2 separate regions of the Mus musculus genome follow, and region 2 is linked to region 1. Evidence: chromatin contacts called from public promoter capture Hi-C data. All regions are on one chromosome and are shown on one strand. Each heading gives the region's core, a stretch centred on a gene start, on an enhancer-like site or on the middle of the called end of the contact. The rest is flanking DNA. Distances are from core to core; before and after follow the strand shown.

Region 1 (6,072 bases), core at 906-3,405:
CTGGTTGTGAGACACCATAGAGTGCTGGAAGCTGAACTCAGTTCCTTTGGAAGAGTAGCCAGTGTTCTTCTGAACTGCACTCCAGCCTCTATCTACCTATCAAAGCTCACCCAGCATTCTCCACTCATTCGCCCAGCGCCATCCAGCTTCCATCTCTAGATTCCAATTCCTCTGACATCCCTCCATTCATCTTCCACATCTATCTCCATCTACCACAGCCCAGCCAACGCTCACCTTCTCTCCACTCAGCACCTGACTGGTCTGCTCTCTGCACATCTACTTCTGTATTTATCCACCTACCCACCTAGTCATCCACTCATCTCCCCACTCACTCACCCACCTCCCAACCAACCAATCATCTACCCTCCCACCCATCCACCCACCCATCCACCCACTTACCCACCCAGTCATCCACTCACTACTAACCCATCACCCATCCATCTACTTATCCACCCACCTACCTACCCATCCACCCACCCATCTACCCATTCACCCACCTATCCATCCATACATTCACCTACCCACCCACACATGCACCCACCCATCAACCCATAGACACACCTACCCACGCACCCACCCATACATCTCCCTACTCACCTACTCTCTCATCCATCACCCATCTATGTCTTCAGGACTGTTCAATCACACCTTGTTCTTGAGTGCTTCCAGCTCCTGGGCCTCCAGTGTTCACGCTTCAGGCTGTTGTTTGGTCTACTTAGCATCTTGTCACCCATGTCCCCAACATTTTAACCTGCAGCCACGTATCTAACAGATCTGTCAATGTGTCCTTCTGTTCCCCACCTGACACTCTCCACCTAACACCTCCCTTCCCTTCCTTCCTTCCTCTTGCCTACCTATTTTCCACCTAGCTACCCAGCCATCTTTCCTTCAGTTTATGTCTTCTTCCTCCATCTTTATCCATGCACCCAACTCATTTACGGTCAGTGCTGGCATTTACCCGTCCACCTCCTCACCCATCCTTCATCTACTCCAGCCGCACTCTCACCTACAGTCTACTGGCATTTACCCAGCAATGTCTGTCCATCTGCTCATCCTTTTCCTTGTGGTACAGGGGATCGAACTCAGGACATCATGCATGCTAGGCAAGGACCACATCATTTTTCACTTTCGTACCCCAGCCCCCTTCTCCCTTCTTATCTGGAGACAGGATATTACTATTTTTACCTGGCTTGGCCTTGAACTCTCTGTAATTCAGTCAGCCCTCGAACCCGGCATCCTTCTGCCTCAGGCTTTCTGTGATTATAGGCCTGGCTACAACCTTTGCTTTTAGAAGGTTTTGACCAGTCTTAGCTCTGATATGTTTCAGCAAGGAGTTTTGGGGCATGTTGTCCATGTCCCAGCCTAAATTTTGCAGTGGTAGATGGGTGAGTGGCAGATCCTAGCTCAAAGGATGGGAGGGGTGAGCCAGTCTGCTGCTGGCCAGTGCCTGTTGTGCCCATGCTTCCTGACAGAATCCTGAATGCAGAGGGCTGCCATTCACCCACTCCTCCAACAGGTGCTGGTGGGGGGCAGATACGTCACTGTTCTCCTGGACCCACACTCTTACGACACAGTGGTGTGGGAGCTGCGTACACGGCTGGACTTCCATCCCTATGCCATCTTCCTCATGGAGAGGATTTTTGATCTGCAGCTTCCAAATTTCAACCCCAGTGAGGAGAAGGCCAGGATGAAGCCGTGAGTGCTGAGATGGGCCTGTGGGCGGGCCTGGGTAGGGGCTTCAACCCCACATCCTGCTGTCCTTGGCCCCTGTCATAGTCATGGTTACTATTGCTGCAATAAAATACCATGACCGAAAGCAAGTTTCGAAGGGAAGTGTTTGTTTGGCCGTATACTTCCACATTGCTCTTCGTCACTGAAGGAAGTCAGGACATGACCTCAAACAGGGCAGAACCCTGGAGGCAGGAGCTGATGCAGAGGCCGTGGAGGGATACTGCTTTCTGGCTTGCTTCCTATGGCTTGCTCAGCCTGCTTTTTCATAGAACCCAGGGCCATCAGCCCAGGGTAGCACCACCCACAATGCGCTGTGTCCTCCCCGATCAATCGCTAATTAAGAAAATTGCCCTACAGGCTTGCTTACAGCTGGATCTTATGGAGACATTTTCTTAGTCACAGTTCCCTCCTCTCCGATGACTTAGCCTGGGTCAAGTTGCTGTATAACTCTCCTGCCCAGCCCTGAGGCCACTGTCTAGGAGAGACGATTAAGAAACCATTGCAACTAGACTCGCTGCCTGGCTCACACCTGCCGATTTGTGTTGCCACACTAGGTTCCACGGGCACTTAGACACTCCAGTAACTCACTGCTGTTGGTGGCTTCGATGGAGCCTTACATGTCGACAGACCACCTCTGACCCTTGGCTCTGAGCAGCTCACCAGGCTTAGGTCAGCATGACGGCGGTCCAGGACCCCCCTCACCCTGGCCCCATGCATCCCAGGTCCACATGGGGAGACTGGGTCAGCAGCCCAGTCTTTGTCCCATGCCTGTCCATCTGGAATTGTATTACCAGCCCTCTGCTGGATTTCACAGAGGAGGCGCTGACTTCATAGTTGTCTAGAAGCCTGTGGGTTCCTTGTCCAAGTCTGCGCACCAGGCAAGGACAGACTGTCTTGGCCAGGAGCTCATGATGTAGGGTGAGGCCATCCAGTATTGGAGCCTCAGCTGTGCCCTTCCCTGCCTATGTTGCCTTGTCCTGACACTGCTCTTTGTATGCGAGTTTCTCCACTATAAAACTGTCCCAGTGGTAACTGTTATTCCTTCGGCGTGCATGCGATCTTTTTTGAGTATATTAAGTGGCAAATACCTATCTTCTGTGGCTGGTCGCAGGACGCTCATGCACAGAGACCTGCAGGCGCTCACAGAAGCCATGTATACCAACCTTCGCACGGTCCTGCTGGGTGACTCCACAGAAGCAGGCAGTGGCTGGCAGGAGACAGGTCTCCTTGAGTTCTCCTACAACGCCCTGCTCAGGTGAGCCCACAATCTTGTCATGGCTGAGGGAACTGGGGGCTACCCTGTGGGTGGGGACACTGTGGGAGATGCTCAAAGGAGGGAGGTGGTTCAGGTGGAACCCCGAATTCACTTCACACAACTTGAGCTATAAACCAGATGTTAACTGTCAAAGGGTGTCGAGTGTCTGAGTGTCCTCCAAAGCGAGAGTCCTTGTCTTAGTCACGGTTTCCATTCCTGCACAAAGCATCATGACCAAGAAGCAAGTTGGGGAGGAAAAGGTTTATTCAGCTTACACTTCCACATTGCTGTTCATCACCAGAGGAAGTCAGGACTGGAACTCAAGCAGGTCAGGAAGCAGGAGCTGATGCAGAGGCCACGGAGGGATGTTACTTACTGACTTGCTTCCCCTGGCTTGCTCAGCCTCCTTTCTTATAGAACCCAAGACTACCAGCTCATGGATGGTACCACCCACAATGGGCCGGGCCCTCCCCTCATTGAGAAAATGCCTTACAGCTGAATCTCATGAAGGCATTTCCTCAAAGGAGGCTCCTTTCTCTGTGATAACTCCAGCTTGTGTCATGTTGACACACAAAACCAGCCAGCACAGTCCTCTAGCTGAGCATCACAGCATCTGTGCTGTGGCTTAGACTCTGGCTAGCAGTGCTGCTTGGGAGACTCACCAGGGAGCTCGACCTGAGGTCGGACCTCATAACTGTAGTAAAAACAGTGCAGCAAAGTGCAGCTTCTTCAGCTGTGCAGCGTCTTCAATGGTCCCACAGGAAACAGCAGGGGCCACAGCAGGTGCGTTCCTGATGCCTGAGAAGGCAGAGACCCAGAAATGGGGCATCTGGGGGCTTTCAGCCACAGGGCTATGGGGCGCCGGCTGTGCCAAGACTTTAGTGAGGAAACATCACGGGCAAGGCCCTGGTGTGGGAAGAAGCCAGGGTGGCGAGAGCAAAGCTGGGAAGTGGCAGAGGAGAGAGCAGGTAGAGATGTCTGCAGAAGTCGGCCTCTCAGCCCGGAGGAAGGCTTTGGAATGTAGGCTCAGCTGGATGGTGACTTTAGGGACTTACGAAGGGGCCCCAATGCAATCTAGTTTATGTTTCTATGTAGAGGACATCTGTAGGTGAGAACCAGGCAGGGGCACCAACTATCTGTGAGTCGTAGTGATAGCCTGGACCCTAAGAGGGCAAGAATACACGGTTGGCAGGACCTACTGAAGGCTTTTATCAGGTGAGGATGTATAGGGTCTACGGAAGGGAGGTAGGGGGCCTTAGGAAAGGGCTGGTTGTCACCAGCATAGGCGTCCCGCGGGGCCTGGGCCTGGCCTGAGTTCCTGCCTCTACCTTTGTGCTGGGACACTGCAGTTACCTGAACTAGGAAAGTATGTAACATTCAGAAAGGCAGATAGGAGGTGACAGTCCATATGACCCAATATGTCCTGTGGTGGCCCTCCCTCAAAGTGGCGTCCTAAGCTCCACTCTGGCCTCCTTGGCTCTCTGGCAACTCACTTCACCCTGAGCAGAGGGCTCCTTTCCAGGGCCCAGGTAGTTGGGTTTCCTCCCGGGAAAGCTTGCTACATAGTCTCTAGGCCACTAACTCCACCTTCTGGGAGCTGTGGGTTTTCTGTCAGCTCCGTTTTAGTTTATGGCACAGAGTGCCACCTACTGGCCACCTGGATCCATGTACGCTGGTAGGGGAGCTGACTATTATAAGTGCGTCCCCACGTCTGCCCAGAGTTAGAAGAGGGGAAGAAAGGAATCTTTCAGGCTGAGGATGAGGTACAGGGAAGGAAGGCTGAGCTTGGCCTCTGAGCCCTAACTGTTCCTAGGGGAAGCGGGTTTCTTGTTAGCCCAGAGGAGAGAGCAGGAGTGAGTCTCCTACCTTGAGGGTTCGTTTCCAGGGGCACAGACACTGGGCTGGGCTGGAGAGGGAAGTGGGGTGCAGGTGGGTTGTGATGGTGGCCTGCATGGCTCTTGGTAGACAGGCTTGTGATGGCTTGTCACCAGAGTCCTCAGGAGTGTGTTCTATTTGTATATCCATCTTTCCAGTCACCCTACCACCCACACACCCCATCCACATCCACCCACTCTCATCCATTCATCTACCCATCCATCCACCCCCCACCCCCTTCACATCTCTGCATCCACCCATTTATCCACCCACCCATCCACACCTCTGCATCCATCCATGTATCTACCCACTCAGCCACTTACTACTGCTCCACAGACTTAGCTACCCACCACCAGTGACCTAACATTCATTGCGGGCCTACTGTGGCATGCACATTGTGGGTGTGGTGCCGGGTGGGGACTGTGCATGCTTCTCTCAGTCTCTCCCCCCTCCTTCCTGTTTCTCCCTCTCCCTGCTTGGAAAACCCTCTCCTGGGAGACCTGTGACTGGGGGAGCTTAGGAAGGTGTAGTGTTCTGCTCCATTCTGTTGCTGTGATAAAACACTCTGACTAAAGACAACTTGGGAAACAAAGGGTTTAGTTCATCTTACATTTTCAGGTCAGAGTCCATCCCCGAAGGAAATAGGCTTGGTAGGAACAAAAGAGGCAGGGTAGGAACTGAAGAAGGGAACCTGAGGCGGGGTAGGAACAAAAGAAAGTCAGGACCTGACTCGTTGCTGTCCCCCACAGCGCCGGCTACCTGACCCTATATGGAGTGGAGGCCTCACCACGCACCCATGAGAGTCAGGCCCAAGATCGTGTCCACTCAGCGGATGTTTTCCATACCTTCCGCCAGCTGGATCTGCTGCTCCCCAAACTGGCTCGAGGCTCCTTGTCAGCGGGTAAGCACCATGAGGTCACTGCAGAAATGGGTGCTTGTTAGTGGCATTTTAATAACTGTGTTACAGTTTTCCTCTTACCCGGCTAGCTCCCAAATAATTGAGATTGGATCGTTATATTTAGTTAACACGCTTTAAAGGCACAACAACTGAGCAGTTACCACTCTGTTTTAGTCTTTTATGCTGATCTGGCTACCTCCCTACCCAAATCCCCAAGATGGCTTTCTATCTCTTTCCTGGGCTGCATCCCCTCCCCTGGTTGGCAAGAAGTCCCGCCCTATTCTCTCCCCTGCTCAGTCATTGGCTATTAAGC
Region 2 (6,072 bases), core at 1,970-4,469, 160 kb before region 1:
CAATTTTAAGCCCATCTTCTCTGTGGATCTCTCTCTCTCTTTCTTCTGCCTTGCTTATATGACAGATCTCAGAAGACAGCCATCCCCTCCCCCATTTGCTTTGTTGCTCAGGCTGGCCTCGAACCTTGAATTTCTGACTTTGGTGCTTCTTCCTCTTGAGTGCCAGGTCATAGCTGGACATAGTGGACAGAATCATGTCCACTTACATGCGGTCCTGGGAATCAAGCCTTGGGCCTCCCACTCGCTGGACAAGCAGCCTGCCCACTAAACTCCAGCTGCAGCTGATCCCCAGGCCAGAGCCATGGTTTTGGGAAATTCCCTGGCTGTTGACATTGGTTCTTGGATCAGCTTCTGGCCCAGCTGGACCAGTTAGACCCATTTTGGGGATTTTTGCTGGATATGCCGAGAAACAGGACCTCCCTTGGAATTGAGCCACACTGGAACTTATAGAGGACACTCACCACCACTCAAGAAGGGTAAATGGAGCTAGCCTGGACCTGGCACTAAGCATGACATCACCATCACAGTCACTGTCACCTGTGTAGAGAAAGCTTGAATGAGCGAAAAGGAATCCAAGCAGAGAAAAGCAGAGCTAAGGAGTGATTGAAGAGATGGAGAGAGGGGTCTTAAGATGTGTGTGTGTGTATGTGTGGTATGTGTGTGTGTGTGTGTATGTGTGGTGTGTATGTATGTATTGTGGTGTGTGTGTGGTGTGTGTATGTATGTGTGGTATGTGCATGTATGTGGTGTGGTGTAGTGTATGTGTGTGGTGTTTATGTGTGTGAATGTATCTGTGACATGTGTATGGTGTGTGTGTGTATGTATGTATGTATATATGTGTGTGTGTGGTGTGTGTGTGTATGTACGTGTATATGTGTATGGTGTGTATGTATGTGTATGGTGGTGTGTGTATGTATGTATGGTGTGTGTGTGTATGTATGTGTGGTATGTATATGTGTGTGGTGTTTGTGGGTATATATATGTGTATGGTGTGTGGTGTGGTGTAGCGTGTGTGTGTGTGTGTGTGGTGTTTATGTGTGTGTATGTATGTATAGCATGTGTATGGTGTGTGTGTGTGGACTTGTGCCATGATGCATGTGTTGAGGTCGTCGGACTGCTTGTGGGTGCCCATTGTTCCCTTGTGAGTCCTGGGATGAGCTTAGGCGGTCAGGTCTGTGCAGCGAGCAGTGCTAGGCTGTCTCAGCAGAGAGATGTCTGCAGAGTCCTTGGACCCAGTTGTGCTAAACACTGATTTACTCGGGGATTTCCCTAAAGAAAAAATACCTCACTCTGTTTATTTACCTGGTTGGTCGGTAGTCTGTTACTACCTAAACTCACTGACCAACAGGAGCCTCCAACCCCACCTACCTGGGGTCCTGAGCAGGGAGGGAGAAAAGGGGAACCCACAAAGTAGCCAAAAGCCCTGCTACAGTTCTCTTTTTGAAAAACTGTAGCTTAGTCTGTGGGAGTCTTATGCAAACAAATCAGTTTCATGACTTTATGGCCGGTGTATCTGGAGACACAAGGAAATCCTGAGCAGAGTCCCTCAGGCATCCCGCGGGAATTCACTTCACACATTGCGGAATTCACTTCACACACCGTTACTTACACCTTGCTAATAACAATCAAGGAGTGGGCTGTGGCTCCGTGGCAAAACATATGTTTACTATGCCCAAGACCCTGGGTTCAAGACCCACCGTGTAAAAAGAAAAACAAAATAAAAACCAAAAAAATAGCTGGGTGTGGTGGCACATGCCTTTAATCCCAGCACTGGGGAGGCAGAGGCAGGTGGATTTCTGAGTTCGAGGCCAGCCTGGTCTACAGAGTGAGTTCCAGGACATCCAGGGCTACACAGAGAAACCCTGTCTCAAAAAGCAAAACAAAACAAACCAGAAAAAAAAACAAAAAAATGTGGTGATGCTGCTGATGGTGGTGATGATGATGGTGATGATAGTGGTGGTGATGATGATGGTGGTGGGGTAATGGTAATAATTTTGTGGAGAAGTAATAAGGAAGACACCAGACATCAACCTCTAGCCCCCCCACACACACACCTCACTTATCAACCAAAGCGCAGTATTGACTATATTAATGCATGCTGACCATACAGAAGTCTATAGATGAGCTGCTTTTATTCAGGCAGGGGGAGGGGCACGTGTGGCAAAATCCTCATGGACACTGAAGCCACAGACACCACTCTGCCCTCTCGTCCGTTTTGCTGACCCCGCGCGGCACTAAGGGAGCAAACCCCAGAGGAGAATGATCTTAAGAACAGCCTGGGACTCCAGGAGTCGGTCTGTACCCAAGATGGTCCCTAAGTCACCCCTAGAACAGGACCACGGGCAATGTATGCAGTATGTTATGTAGGTATGTGTAGTACAGCAGGCCACCTGCTCATGAGGAGGAGCGGCCTCCTACGGAGATGGTGCTAGACAGATCCCAAACATCAGCATGCTATTTGACAATGGTGCTCGTTTTCAATCTTATTGTGAGCCAGGCTGTAGTAGCACCCACCTTCAATCCTAGCACTGGGGATGCAGAGAGAGGCCAGCCTGCTCTACAGAGCAAAGTCCAGGACAGCCAGGGCTATACAGAGAGACCCTGTCTGGAAAAACGGGGGAAAAAAAAACTTATAACTTGTGGCCTGATGTGGATTGCACCTGTCCTGGCACTCGGGAGGCAGAGGCGGGTGGGTCTCCGTAAGTCTGAGGTTAGCTGGGTCTATACAGTGAATTCCCAGCAAGGTAGGACGGTGTAGTTAGAGACTTGGTCACAAACTAAATTAAGCTCAAGAACTGTTTATTTCCGGGATTTTCCGTCTGATATCGTTGGATGACGGTTGGCTACTAGGAGCTGTGACTACAGAAAACAGACCAAGCTGAAGAGCCTGGGTTGTACTAGAAAATGAAGCAAGTCACTTTGCCCCTCCTAAGAATCACGTGTCGGATGGATGAATGAATTATGCTACACCTATAAATAGCTGTGAATGAATGATTAAGAGACTACGGGGCAGAGCGTTCAAGGTGACCCCACCTAGAAGGCCAATAACTTTCCCCGGAAACCAGGGCCACGCGCCAAGGTTTTAAATCTTCCCAGAACGGGTCCCTTATCTGATGCCTTTTCCTCCCCAGGGACCTTGGGGAATGACTCATGGGGCTTTTGCTGAACAGCAGGTCAGATATGACCAGAAGGTTCGCTCCTGCTACCAAAGTCGACGTGCTCTGGAGACGTTAGTAGACAGCGGCTGCCCACTGGTTCCTGCTGGCTGGTGGCCTGTGGTTGCCATGACCTAATGTATGATATCATTTCTTTTGCTAAATTTGTATGGAGTTAGCTGGTCTTCTAGTTCCTTCGGGTGCTAGGCGACTTTATATTTTAGACAGGGTCTTACTGTGTAGCTCTGGCTGACAGGAACTCGCTGTGTATTGCAGGCTGGCCTTGAACTTTCAGCCTTCTGAGTGCTAGCATTAAAGCATCTTCATTTTCTTCTCCCTCCTGCCTTCTTTCATCCCCCCCCCCACCCCCGCTAACATGGTCGTTTCCCCCTCCTGCCGTCTTTCATTCCCCGCCCCCCTTGCTAACATGATCGTTTCCATCTATAAACATCTTGGGGGAGATGACAGTGAGTTTAGGATGTTGGCTAGAACACAGAGGTCCACCGGCCTGTAGCTAGAGAAGAGGCTGTGCTGAGATGAAGAAGAGATAGCAGCTCTTGGTGGCTCTTGTCGTAGACTACGTACCCAGAATTCAACTTCCCTTCTGAGGTGAGGGCTAAGAGCCATCTGTTTTCTTCTGTCCCCGGGCCTGTCTCCCCTACTTGCTCATGAAGCTGTGGGTTTTTCAGTCTCTGAATTGGGGAGTGATTCTGCCTCACCTTTAGCTTCTTCTGTTGTTTTGGAAACTCCTAGCAGCCAGGAGAGGGAGGACGGTGTGAAGTGATCCCTAGACAGACACACGGCCTTCTACTTTCTCAGCTCCCGGGTCTTTGGGAAGAATGAGAAGTCCTCCTTCCCCAGGTTTGAGGAGAGGGAGGCTGTGCTCTGGAAGGAGAGAGCAGCCCTTTATTTTGCTCCCCCTCCCCTACTCTTAGGTAGAATTCACAGCCATCCTTGCTGCCACTTTAAACTTAAATGTTAATGGACAGGGGGTTGGAAGGGCATGCTTCAAAAGTTAGAGTCTCAGCACCAGCCTGATGGCTCACACAGCCATAAGCTTTGGGGACAGGACTTAGGCCTATCTATCTATCTATCTATCTATCTATCTATCTATCTATCTATCTTTGCTCCTGCGTGCATGTGGCATGTGCATGCATATGTGCACGTGGCGTGTGTGTACATCTGTGTGGGTGCATGCTTGTTTGTGTAAGTGCATCTGACCACTTCTGAGCACGGCCAGAGGAGGAAATGGGGTGTCCTGCACTGTCACTCTTTCGAAACAGTCTCTCACTGAACCTGGGCCTAGGCTGGCAGCCACTAAGTCCCCAGAATCCCCCTGTCTCTGCTCTGCCCAGAACTGAGGTCATGGCCATTGCCAGCTTTTGAATTGTGTGCTGGGAATTTGAACTCAGGTATACGCGCTTGCACAGCCAGGGTCTTCCCCACTGAGCTGGCTCCCTAGCTTCCACTCCCTCCCCTTCTCCCTTTCTGTCTCTTTTCTTTCCGTAGAGATAAGGTCTTGTTACGTAGCCCAGGCTAGCCTGAATGCTAGCTCTCCCTGTGCCTTCCTCCTAAGTGCCAGATGACAGGTATGCTTCACAACACAGGCTATGGGCATTTGTTTTATAAATCTGCTTCCCCAGAGTTGAAAACTCAGATAAAGTAGATGAGGTAGAAGCTATCTTTGGGCAACAGAGTGCAAATGCGCTACCCTGCCCAATTTAGGAGGTATTATTGTTTTTAAGGAAAAATAATGTCCCTTACATCTAAAACAAGACACATCTTTTACGGGGCCAGGTATGCACTGGCTTATACAAGGAAGTGTGGGTGCCTCTGGAAAGCCCGTGCATACATGGCATTTTAACCAGGGACTCAGATTAGCCAAGCCTTCTGTCCGTCAACACCAAGCTTCAGAACTAAGCAGCACGATGGAGGCCCCAGGTCAGCGTTCATGGTTGACAGAAGTTCCACATTTTCAAGTGGGAGGATACGGAAACATGTGACAGGACATTGGTGGCTCACTGCTGACGTCCATCTGTGTGTGTGGCAGCTCCCCAAGGGGTCCACTAGCCACCCTCTGAAAATCTTACTTCCAGTCTACCCTAAGTGGCATCAAAACTGACTTGGGGATGTGTGTTCGCACATGTGAGTGTGTGTGCACATGTGTGCATATGTGTGTGTCCCCATGTGTGCATGTGAGTCCATGGGCTGAGTGTGTGTGTGTGTATGTATGTATCTGCTCTCCATCAAAGTTGCTCTCACCCACATCCATCACATACATGTTGCTGCACTGGGATGTAAACCTTGACTTCTGACTTGTCCCTTTTTCTCATAGCTTGAGACAGGTTTATTGCAATCCCTCAAAAAAATTTTTTTTTCTATGTCCTCAGTGGTTGAGGCCTCCGTTTTGTTTTGTTTTGTTTTGTTTTGTTTTGAGACAGAGTTTCTCTGTGTGGCCCTGACTATCCTGGAACTCACTCTGCAAACCATGCTGGCCTCAAACACAGAGATCTGTCTGCCTCTGCCTCTCAACTGCTGGGATTAATGGCATGCGCCACCACCTCTCAACTGGGCATGTAGTGATGCTAACCCAAAGCACACTGGAAGTGTACCTACGGTGACCATGGTGGTGTGCCCAGAGAGCATGCTGGCTTTCCAGTGGGGCAGCCCTTCTAGCTGTGCTCTCTGAAGGCTGGGGAGAAGCTGTTGTCTGCGTTAAACATTAACAATTCATTGAGATTCTGCCACTGTGGGCTTTGTAAGTGACAGAGTATCTGTGGGGACATCCTGTTTCACCTTGGCAGGCACTTCTGGGAGGGAAGGACTGCAGGAGGGAAATTCAGGAGCATGCTACAATCATTTCTGCCCTTATAAAGGGTCATGGCCATTTTCTTCTTTGGCAGACTGTTCAACTTCC

Evidence for each region. Promoter capture Hi-C pulls out the DNA fragments that hold promoters and counts their contacts.
Region 2: a promoter capture Hi-C map of trophoblast stem cells shows a contact between it and region 1, with 3 times the contacts expected there. The contact joins two enhancer-like sites. A contact is called at or near these places in 12 of 39 promoter capture datasets (the 3T3-L1 cell line, 3T3-L1-derived adipocytes, the HPC-7 cell line and 9 more), 4 of 484 Hi-C or Micro-C datasets (the G1E-ER4 cell line, Th1 cells, cortical neurons and 1 more), 3 of 115 datasets of contacts at active chromatin or transcription factors (double positive thymocytes, embryonic hindbrain and embryonic stem cells) and 1 of 9 other capture datasets (embryonic stem cells).

Annotation. Positions count from the first base shown.
Region 1 is chr2:167,220,899-167,226,970 of GRCm38.p6, reverse strand. Ptgis (prostaglandin I2 (prostacyclin) synthase) reads left to right here. Exons shown (of 10, transcript NM_008968.4): 3 at 1,517-1,695; 4 at 2,843-2,986; 5 at 5,611-5,762. It overlaps Gm52569 (a long non-coding RNA gene), which reads right to left and starts at 5,615. Exons shown (of 3, transcript XR_003954099.1): 1 at 5,472-5,615; 2 at 4,853-4,892; 3 at 3,526-3,784. Within about 2 kb of position 2,155, at least 11 of the 459 cell types and tissues checked have an H3K27ac peak or open chromatin away from gene starts, as enhancers often do. A contact at or near this core is called in trophoblast stem cells, where this site is marked.
Region 2 is chr2:167,380,893-167,386,964 of GRCm38.p6, reverse strand. No RefSeq gene overlaps it. Among named protein-coding and RNA genes, the nearest start is that of B4galt5, 35 kb to the right of the region's middle. Within about 2 kb of position 3,219, at least 106 of the 459 cell types and tissues checked have an H3K27ac peak or open chromatin away from gene starts, as enhancers often do. A contact at or near this core is called in trophoblast stem cells, where this site is marked.